Linked DNA regions of Gossypium hirsutum: regions 2 and 3 are each linked to region 1. Evidence: chromatin contacts called from public Hi-C data. All regions are on one chromosome and are shown on one strand. Each heading gives the region's core, a stretch centred on a gene start, on an enhancer-like site or on the middle of the called end of the contact. The rest is flanking DNA. Distances are from core to core; before and after follow the strand shown.

Region 1 (2,703 bases), core at 55-2,554:
TAAAATTATTTATAATCCCTCTCTAACTCATTAATAAGAGGATAATGCGCTTCAGCACATTCGAACTCACATCCTCCTATATTGACAATAATGCCCATGTAAAATGAGTAACTCAATTGTCTAAACACAAAATTGTTTTTAGAATATAGAATATAAGGAGGTGAATGAACATTTAATTCTTCCATATAGGATTTACCATATATAAATTTTCCTTGTTTTAGTTTAATAAAGGCTTCTTAATCAACTTAGTTTAATTTTAATAATAATTAAATTTTATTTTATTGATTTGAAATGAATAAAACTTAAATAGTTACTACTAAGTAATTTAAAATTGGATCCTTGTAGGAATAATATCTATTTATCACTTTACTATTTCATCAATACGTGCATAAGTCTTATAAATTTTAACTCATCAATATACTAGGTAAAACCTTTTTTGTTTGTGAATTGGTGTTTATTTTATTTCAGTATATGTCAAAGATGATACAACCCAAATTATTTGATAGTAATGAAAATAAAGATGATCAAAGCTCGATCACCACCACCGCTCTTATTAAAATAATCATAAGAAAGTTTAGGTTTTAAGTGGAAAAAGAAAATATAAAAAACACCATTGAAAGTAATGGCCACTCTTTAAAAGCAGCATGAGAATTCAAAGCAATCTATATCTTAGTTGCAGGCTTCGGGATTAGCCAAGAGGTAAGCTTCAACAGGCTTGTAAACTCCCTCACTCCCTTTAATGAGAGCCTTGATTTCATCTTCAGTGATTACATTGTCGCCAACAGTGTAAAATTTCATCGAGCTCTTGCAAATGCTTCCTCCACTTGCAGCTGCCTCAAACTTGTTTTCATAACTGATTTTTTCAAGCTTGTCCCCCAAGGGCCCACCTTCGATTAAACTGTAGCTATATGAAAAATTATTTTCGTCATGTCCTCCTATCTGGTGCTTCATATATTGGAATGGAAGGCCTAAACAAACAAATACTTGTTATCCAATATACTCATGTAAAACACGCTAAAAAATGCCAATGCCAATGAAAATGAAATATCTAACCTTCAACAAAATTGATCTTTACGATGCTTCCTGAGCTAGGATTAGCTTCAACCTCAACACTCTTGACGGTATTAGGGGCAGCTGTGGGCCAAACCTTGGCGGCTTCAATAGTAAAGGCCTTGAAAAGCCTGACAGGGGCGACTGGAGAGGTAGATTCATAGTCATAAGTGAAAACACCCATGATTCTAATATTACTTTAAGTTCAAAGAAAAGAAGAAATGGATGATCGAGTATTTGAGGTGTGGGATGATAGAGATCTAAGATGCTATTTATAGACTGAACTTGAAGCGTAAGAAATTCATTATTCTCATTTTTTAATTGGATTTATATTCAAAATTGTTATTAATTTTCATTGAATTGGTACTAGTCAAAATGGATAAAAATCTTCTGCAGCCCCACCTCCCTGCCCCAGCACTTACTTTCCTTTTTTTTTTAAAAAAAATTGCCCAACGTGTACCTTATACTTTATTTGGCTAATATTATACGAACCTGCGAAGTTATTAAGGCGGAGCACATGAACACAAATATTTTCTCTTAATGAAATTTATCTATGTAAAAAATATAAACCCAAATATATGATTGGTCCTACACCTTAAATAATATGAAAAAATATAAACACAAATATATGATTCGTCCTACCCCTTAAATAATATGGACTAATCCCATGAAATAATAGAATACTGTAGATGAACCTCTAAATTATTTTTCATATTATATTATAATTTTTAATATTATTTTGCTCCTATTATGCATCAAGCGTTTTTTTATATATAGCAAGCATTTTCTTGAGTTTATTTTGTGCTTTTGATTCATGCTAGAAATTTTATTACACGTATATGTGCGAAAATTATATATCTAGAACATATATATGTGTTTAAAAATAATATACAATAAATAAAAATATATGGTTTAAAATTAATAATTACAACAACATATATGTAATATGTACAAAGTTCAAACAAAAAAAATAATTTAAATAAATTTATAAATCCATTAACCATGTATTCCATCTTTGTATATGTTAATTTTAGATTTTTTATTTAAATATTATCTAAAAGTATATAGTCTTTTTCCATAACAAAACATGTTGATAATCATTTAATAGAAAAGGTATATAGTTTTTTTCTAACTGAGTAGCTGCTGGATTAACCCGTGACATCAACTCAATTGGGGGTTTAAATAATCGTATAGATACACAATGTGAGTGGGAGAAAACATTTTATGTGAAGAAATATTTTTTAAAATTTATTCAATAATGATTATAGGCGTAGTGGACACAATGTGGGTGGGAGAAAACATTTTATGTGAAGAAATATTTTTTAAAATTTATTCAATAATGATTATAGGTGTAGTGGACACAATGTGGGTGGGAGAAAACATTTTATGTGAAGAAATATTTTTTAAAATTTATTCAATAATGATTATAAGTGTAGTGGTAAAGAACTTGTTTATAAATTTATTAAACAAGTGTTCAATTCTTGGATATGTTAGTTTTAAATATACTTAAATATTAGATAAAAGTATAAAAAGACAAATAAGCCATCAAAATAATAATAGTAATTATTTAATAAATATATTCATCACAATTATTTAACTTATAAAATCTATTTGATATATTATTTAAAGTTAATTACGAAATATAGTTAAGCT
Region 2 (2,703 bases), core at 137-2,636, 390 kb after region 1:
TATTTAGTGATAAGTATGTATGTAACTCAGCATTAATCTCCACATTCATAATTTGTATAATTTAGCAAGTTAATTTAATGTATACCAAGTATAAATAAAGGGCACTCAACTTTTATGTTATGTTGAATCAGATGTATAACCCAGTTTTATTCTTTTGGATTGATATGTCCAAGTTATAAAGGTACTAACAACAACAACAACAAATTTACTCATTTAACAAACATGCTTAAGCAACTCAAAGTTTGTTTTTATTAAGGGAGAGATTCTTTGGTATGTGTTTTTGTGGAAAATCAACCCTAGGTTTTGAAATAATGGGTTTTGTGTCAGTGGTCGGTGAACAACCAGCAGCCGGCGGTGGCGGCAAGGGGAAAAAATGAAACTTCAAGGCTTTTTTCACTTTTGGCATAATAATAAAGTAATTATTTGGACCTAATTTTAAATTCTAAAGCTGATCTTGTTGAAAGGCTTTACCTGAATATCACTTTTAATCGGATCAGAAATAAACTCAAACGCAAAATAAATTAGGAGATTTATTGTTATATAATAAAAAAAAACTTATGCTCAGCTAAAAGGGAAAATATCTACTCATAATAAATACGAATACAAAGCTATATTATTGGGCTTTAGTGATTAGATCAGATCTCTCAAACTAGTATATTAAATTTGACACTAATACTTTTGTTCTTCTTAAATAGTTTGAGAAATCTCATAAAATGTAAATCCTTTAAATCACGCGTAAATAAAAGTATTAGTATTTGATAAATCGATGGTTGAAATTTTTGTTGGAATTTTGTCGTATATCTATAGATTATTTTAAAATTAAATAAATAAGAAAATTTCTAAAATGAAATTAAAAAAATTCACCTTATTTTTAACCATACGACATTTAGAGAGAATTGATACTGTTCGTTGGAATGATAGTTTTGTAAAGAAAAAAAGTAGTGAAAAAAGAAAATATAAAAATTTTCAGCAGATTTACATTTAGAGAGAATTGATAGTGTTTGTTGGAATGATAATTTTCCAAAGAAATAAAAACAAATTGATTTAACTCTTTTAATAAAATTACAAGTATATTTCAGTTGAAATTAAGATGTTGGTTATTGGTATTAGTTAATTATAATCATATAATAAATACTTAAATTAAATTGATTTGAGAATTTTAATATAAAATTGGTTCAAACAACCATCTCTACTCTAATAGTTAAAAAAAAATGGAAAGATAAAAAAGATGGTTGGTGAGGATTTTGGTTTTAGTTAATCTTATATAAAGTAAAAATTAAAGGAGTGAAGTGTAAAAAGTAAATTTGTTTGAGTAGATTTGGATATGTGGAGTTAGCTGGATCCATGCCTATATCACTGACCCACTTTATTAAACAAAACATAAAATAATCCACAAAACAGAGAAATTGAGCTTCTGGGTGAGACAAGCAGAGATGTCTTCAACTTCAATCTCACAAATGCTTTATATAAATTTTCTCTTCTAATAATCCAAAACTCCCTCTCTCCTTCATCCTTAACTTCAACCTCTTTCAATTTTTCAACCTGGGTATCAATCTTTTTTATGTTTAGTTAAAGTTTAAGATGTGAAAGGCAGCATCTTTATGCAAAAAAGATTGTCTCTCTCTCTCTCTCTCTCTCTCTCTCTCTCTCTCTCTCTCTCTCTCTCTCTCTCTCTATATATATATATATATATCTTCTTGGTTCTGGGTCAGTTTTGTAAGACATGAATGTAAGTAGTGTAAAAGGATCCATGTCAATTAGCAGTTCAACTTCCACTTGGAAAGCAGGAGATACAATTAGTGATCAGTTTCCTGCTGGTTTAAGAGTTCTTGTTGTTGATGACGATCCAACTTGTTTAATGATCTTGGAGAAGATGCTAATAGCCTGCCTTTATAAAGGTATTATCAAAACTCATGTTTCTTTCTTCTGATTCTTTGTTTTATTATTGAGGTTTTCTTTCTTTGCTCATGTTGATTTTGTTTTGTGGGTCCAAAGTGGGAAAAACAAAAGGGAAAATGATCTCTGTTTTCTTATATTTGTGAACAGTAAGGGTTTACAACTTTGGGTTTGAGATTAGCTTATTTTCCATAACAAGTATGTCATTAGCTTTAAAGGCTTGATTTGTTTTTTGGATTTTTGCTTTGCTCAGTTACCAAATGCAATCGAGCGGAGACGGCATTGTCCAAACTCCGAGAGAACAAAAATGGGTACGATATTGTTCTTAGTGATGTGCACATGCCGGACATGGATGGATTCAAACTTCTTGAGCATATTGGTTTGGAAATGGACCTCCCTGTTATCAGTAAGCAATGTTTCCACATGGATTTAATTACCCTTATTATGTTTTTGGCCTAATCCCACTTTGTATTCCCTGCAGTGATGTCAGCAGATGATGGGAAACAGGTTGTTATGAAGGGCGTTACCCACGGTGCCTGCGACTACCTAATCAAACCAGTTCGTATCGAAGCACTCAAGAACATATGGCAGCATGTGGTTCGAAAGAGGAAGAATGAGTGGAAGGAGTTTGAGCAGTCAGGAAGTGTAGAAGAAGGGGACCGGCAGCCTAAACAATCTGACGATGCTGATTACTCGTCCTCGGCTAATGAAGGGAACTGGAAAGGCTCAAAAAGGAGGAAAGATGAGGAAGAGGAAACCGATGAGAGGGATGATACTTCTACGCTGAAAAAGCCGAGGGTTGTGTGG
Region 3 (2,703 bases), core at 61-2,560, 300 kb before region 1:
CTGAGCATTTTATTTAGCGAAACAGGAAAAACTTCAAATAAATATAATCATTCTTGCTATTAAATTCCACATCATTTCCACATGTCGGTCATACATTAGCTATTCGTGTCTCCTTATAGAAAAACTAACACCATTAGTGTTTGGGTGTAATTTGTATTTAACATTTGATAAGTTTATGTATCAAATTGGAGGAAAAAAACTTAGGTACAAAATTAGGAAAAAGTGTCAAGTTCAAGTACCAATTTTGACCAAAAAAAAGTTTAGGTGCCAAATCAAGAAAAAAAGTGTCATGTTCAAGTATCAAATTCAAAAAAAAAAAACTTCAAGTACCAAATTAAAAAAAAAAGTGTCAAGTTTAGATACCAAATTTTATATTAAGACTAAATATAAAAATAGTACAATTAAAAAAATTAAACTAAATTAATATTTTATTTCTTTAAATTATTATTTTATGCAATCAATAAGGTATCATTTCCATAAAGGTTAATTTATAAAATTAAAAATATCAATCTAATTTTAACTTTCATCTCTTTACATTATGAAAATGAGAAAGTTAGTCCTCTATAATTCAATTGTTGATAAAACACATGAATTTAAATGGTTGATTTTTACTAATTTGTAGAATATAAATTCTTGAACTATTGATTTCCATTGTAAATCAAGTGTTCAAGTGCTAATTTCAAGGTCAATGAGTTAGTCAGAAGATGTGCCTGTGTTACTTAATTGAACTAATTTATTATTCTTCATAAAAAAATAAGGATTAAATTTTGATAAATTAAAGTGAAAAAACTAACTTTTCAATTATCATAAAGTAAAGGGATGAGTTTCAAATTAGAAAAAGAGAATCATTAGTTTTTCAATTTCATTATTTCACCCAATCTCACACGTGTAAAGAAAGAAGAAGGTGTCGGTACAAGTGAGAGTTTCGTATGGGCCATTAGATATTGATATATTAGCAGTATATACAAACCATATCACTTTTATAATTACCTAGATTATGAATTAAACAAGGAAAATATTAAATACATATTTTTTCAATTAATGAAGAATCCAAACATACCTTTCTTCTTTTGATTCGGTGCTTTGTATTTGACAATTTTTTTTGTCGGTATTGTTGTTTGTACAGAAGGACATGAATCCCTTTCTTTAAAGATTAGGGAGAGATTATACATAGTTCTAGACATTGTATCAAGAAGAAAAGATATGATAAAATTTTATAATGAGATTAATGTTAAAAAAAAAATATTTTAATTTTATTATTTTACCCAACTTAAAAATATATATGAATTAATTTATTATCATAAAATATGGAGAAGGAAGATAATAAAATTTGAATGTCAACTACGCTTAAATGATATATGTATTTATGGGATTAAGTTTTCATTAAGAGTATAAAAGACAAAATTTTACTTAAAAAAATTAAAAGGAGAGAATTTCTGGTATGAGTAAGATATATAAATATACTCTTATTATTGATATTCTTATCTCACATTCTCACTCAACGCTTCCCTCCTTTCCTTTCTCCTCTTTCTTTCTTTCTATCTTTTTATTTTATTTTTAATCTTTTGCATTATCTCTTTCTTCTTCTTCTCCAAGGTAATGCTAAAGATCCCTCCTCCGTTGCCGACGCCGCAGTTTCTAGTTGTCTTGTTTTTCAATATATATATACAAAATGAGCACGTTTGTGTTGCTTTTAAGGATTTTGTTGGGTTTTTATTATCTTTATGTTAATAACAATGATATTTGAATGGTTTTAACAGGAGAAACTTAACAATGGCAGACTGCAAACATGGTGATGAAGAGTTCGACACCCAAGCCAATGAGGTAATAACATCAGTACAATACAAATTACCATGAAACATTTTAATTAATAAGCTTAATATTAATATAGTAATAATAAACAAAATGAAAAACAATCTACGCCGTTAATTGTTTCTAAAGCTTTCTTTACTTAATGATTGATTAAGTCCACGTTTGAGGGCTCACATGCAAATGGGTGTAGTCTAACCTAATTTATTTAACTCTAAATTGGGATTTTAGTTACCATATTTCTGAAAACAATTTCTTTAATTGCATTTAATTTCCAAAAATGAGACAGAAGATTTTTATTTCCTCTTTTGCGTGATTTATGGTGTTAAAAGTGATTCCATGTGAACAACTTTAGGATAGTAGCTATGTAGGGTCCCTTAAATCAACGGTTATCACGATGGCACGACAAGTTGTATACGTTTGTGATGGGATAGTGGTGAAATAATACTTTGTATTTCTTAGACATTCTTTTTGAAATGTCGGCAGTGTTGGGTTGTACGTACAACAGTAGCCTATTTTATTTTTTAAATTCGATGTGTATTTAATATAAGTTTTAGAAAATATATTATTTGTAATTAAAATTACAATATAAAATACAGGAAACAGCAAAGGCCAAAAAATATGGAGGACTGGCGCCAAAGAAGAAACCCTTAATCTCAAAGGTAAACAAATATTTAGATTAAAACAAATTGAAGTATGTGATGAACTAACAAAACAATATATTAAATGAATGTAGGACCATGAACGTGCTTTCTTTGATTCAGCAGATTGGGCATTATGCAAGGTAATATTCGGGACATTTTTATAAATCCAATAAATTAGATATTTGTGTAGAGACAAGACAATACTTGATTAACTTGTCTTAACAAATTCATGACATAAAGAAAAGGGGTC

What was found. Hi-C and Micro-C count contacts between places; a contact is called where the count stands out from the background.
Region 2: a Hi-C map of leaf shows a contact between it and region 1, with 3 times the contacts expected there. The contact joins the promoter of LOC107916188 here to the promoter of LOC107916197 in region 1. A contact is called at or near these places in 2 of 34 Hi-C or Micro-C datasets (both in leaf).
Region 3: a contact with region 1 is called in a Hi-C map of hypocotyl, with 2.7 times the contacts expected there. The contact joins the promoter of LOC107915098 here to the promoter of LOC107916197 in region 1. A contact is called at or near these places in 2 of 34 Hi-C or Micro-C datasets (hypocotyl and leaf).

The regions. Positions count from the first base shown.
Region 1 is chrD10:52,057,216-52,059,918 of Gossypium_hirsutum_v2.1, reverse strand. LOC107916197 (major strawberry allergen Fra a 1.08) reads right to left here and starts at 1,304. Exons shown (of 2, transcript XM_041103241.1): 1 at 1,054-1,304; 2 at 510-968. The coding sequence starts at 1,234. The coding sequence ends at 670.
Region 2 is chrD10:51,669,676-51,672,378 of Gossypium_hirsutum_v2.1, reverse strand. LOC107916188 (two-component response regulator ARR2) reads left to right here and starts at 1,386. Exons shown (of 6, transcript XM_016845335.2): 1 at 1,386-1,898; 2 at 2,150-2,302; 3 at 2,378-2,703. The coding sequence starts at 1,724.
Region 3 is chrD10:52,359,862-52,362,564 of Gossypium_hirsutum_v2.1, reverse strand. It overlaps LOC107915098, which reads left to right and starts at 1,310. Exons shown (of 7, transcript XM_016844229.2): 1 at 1,310-1,596; 2 at 1,761-1,824; 3 at 2,409-2,471; 4 at 2,546-2,593. The coding sequence starts at 1,774.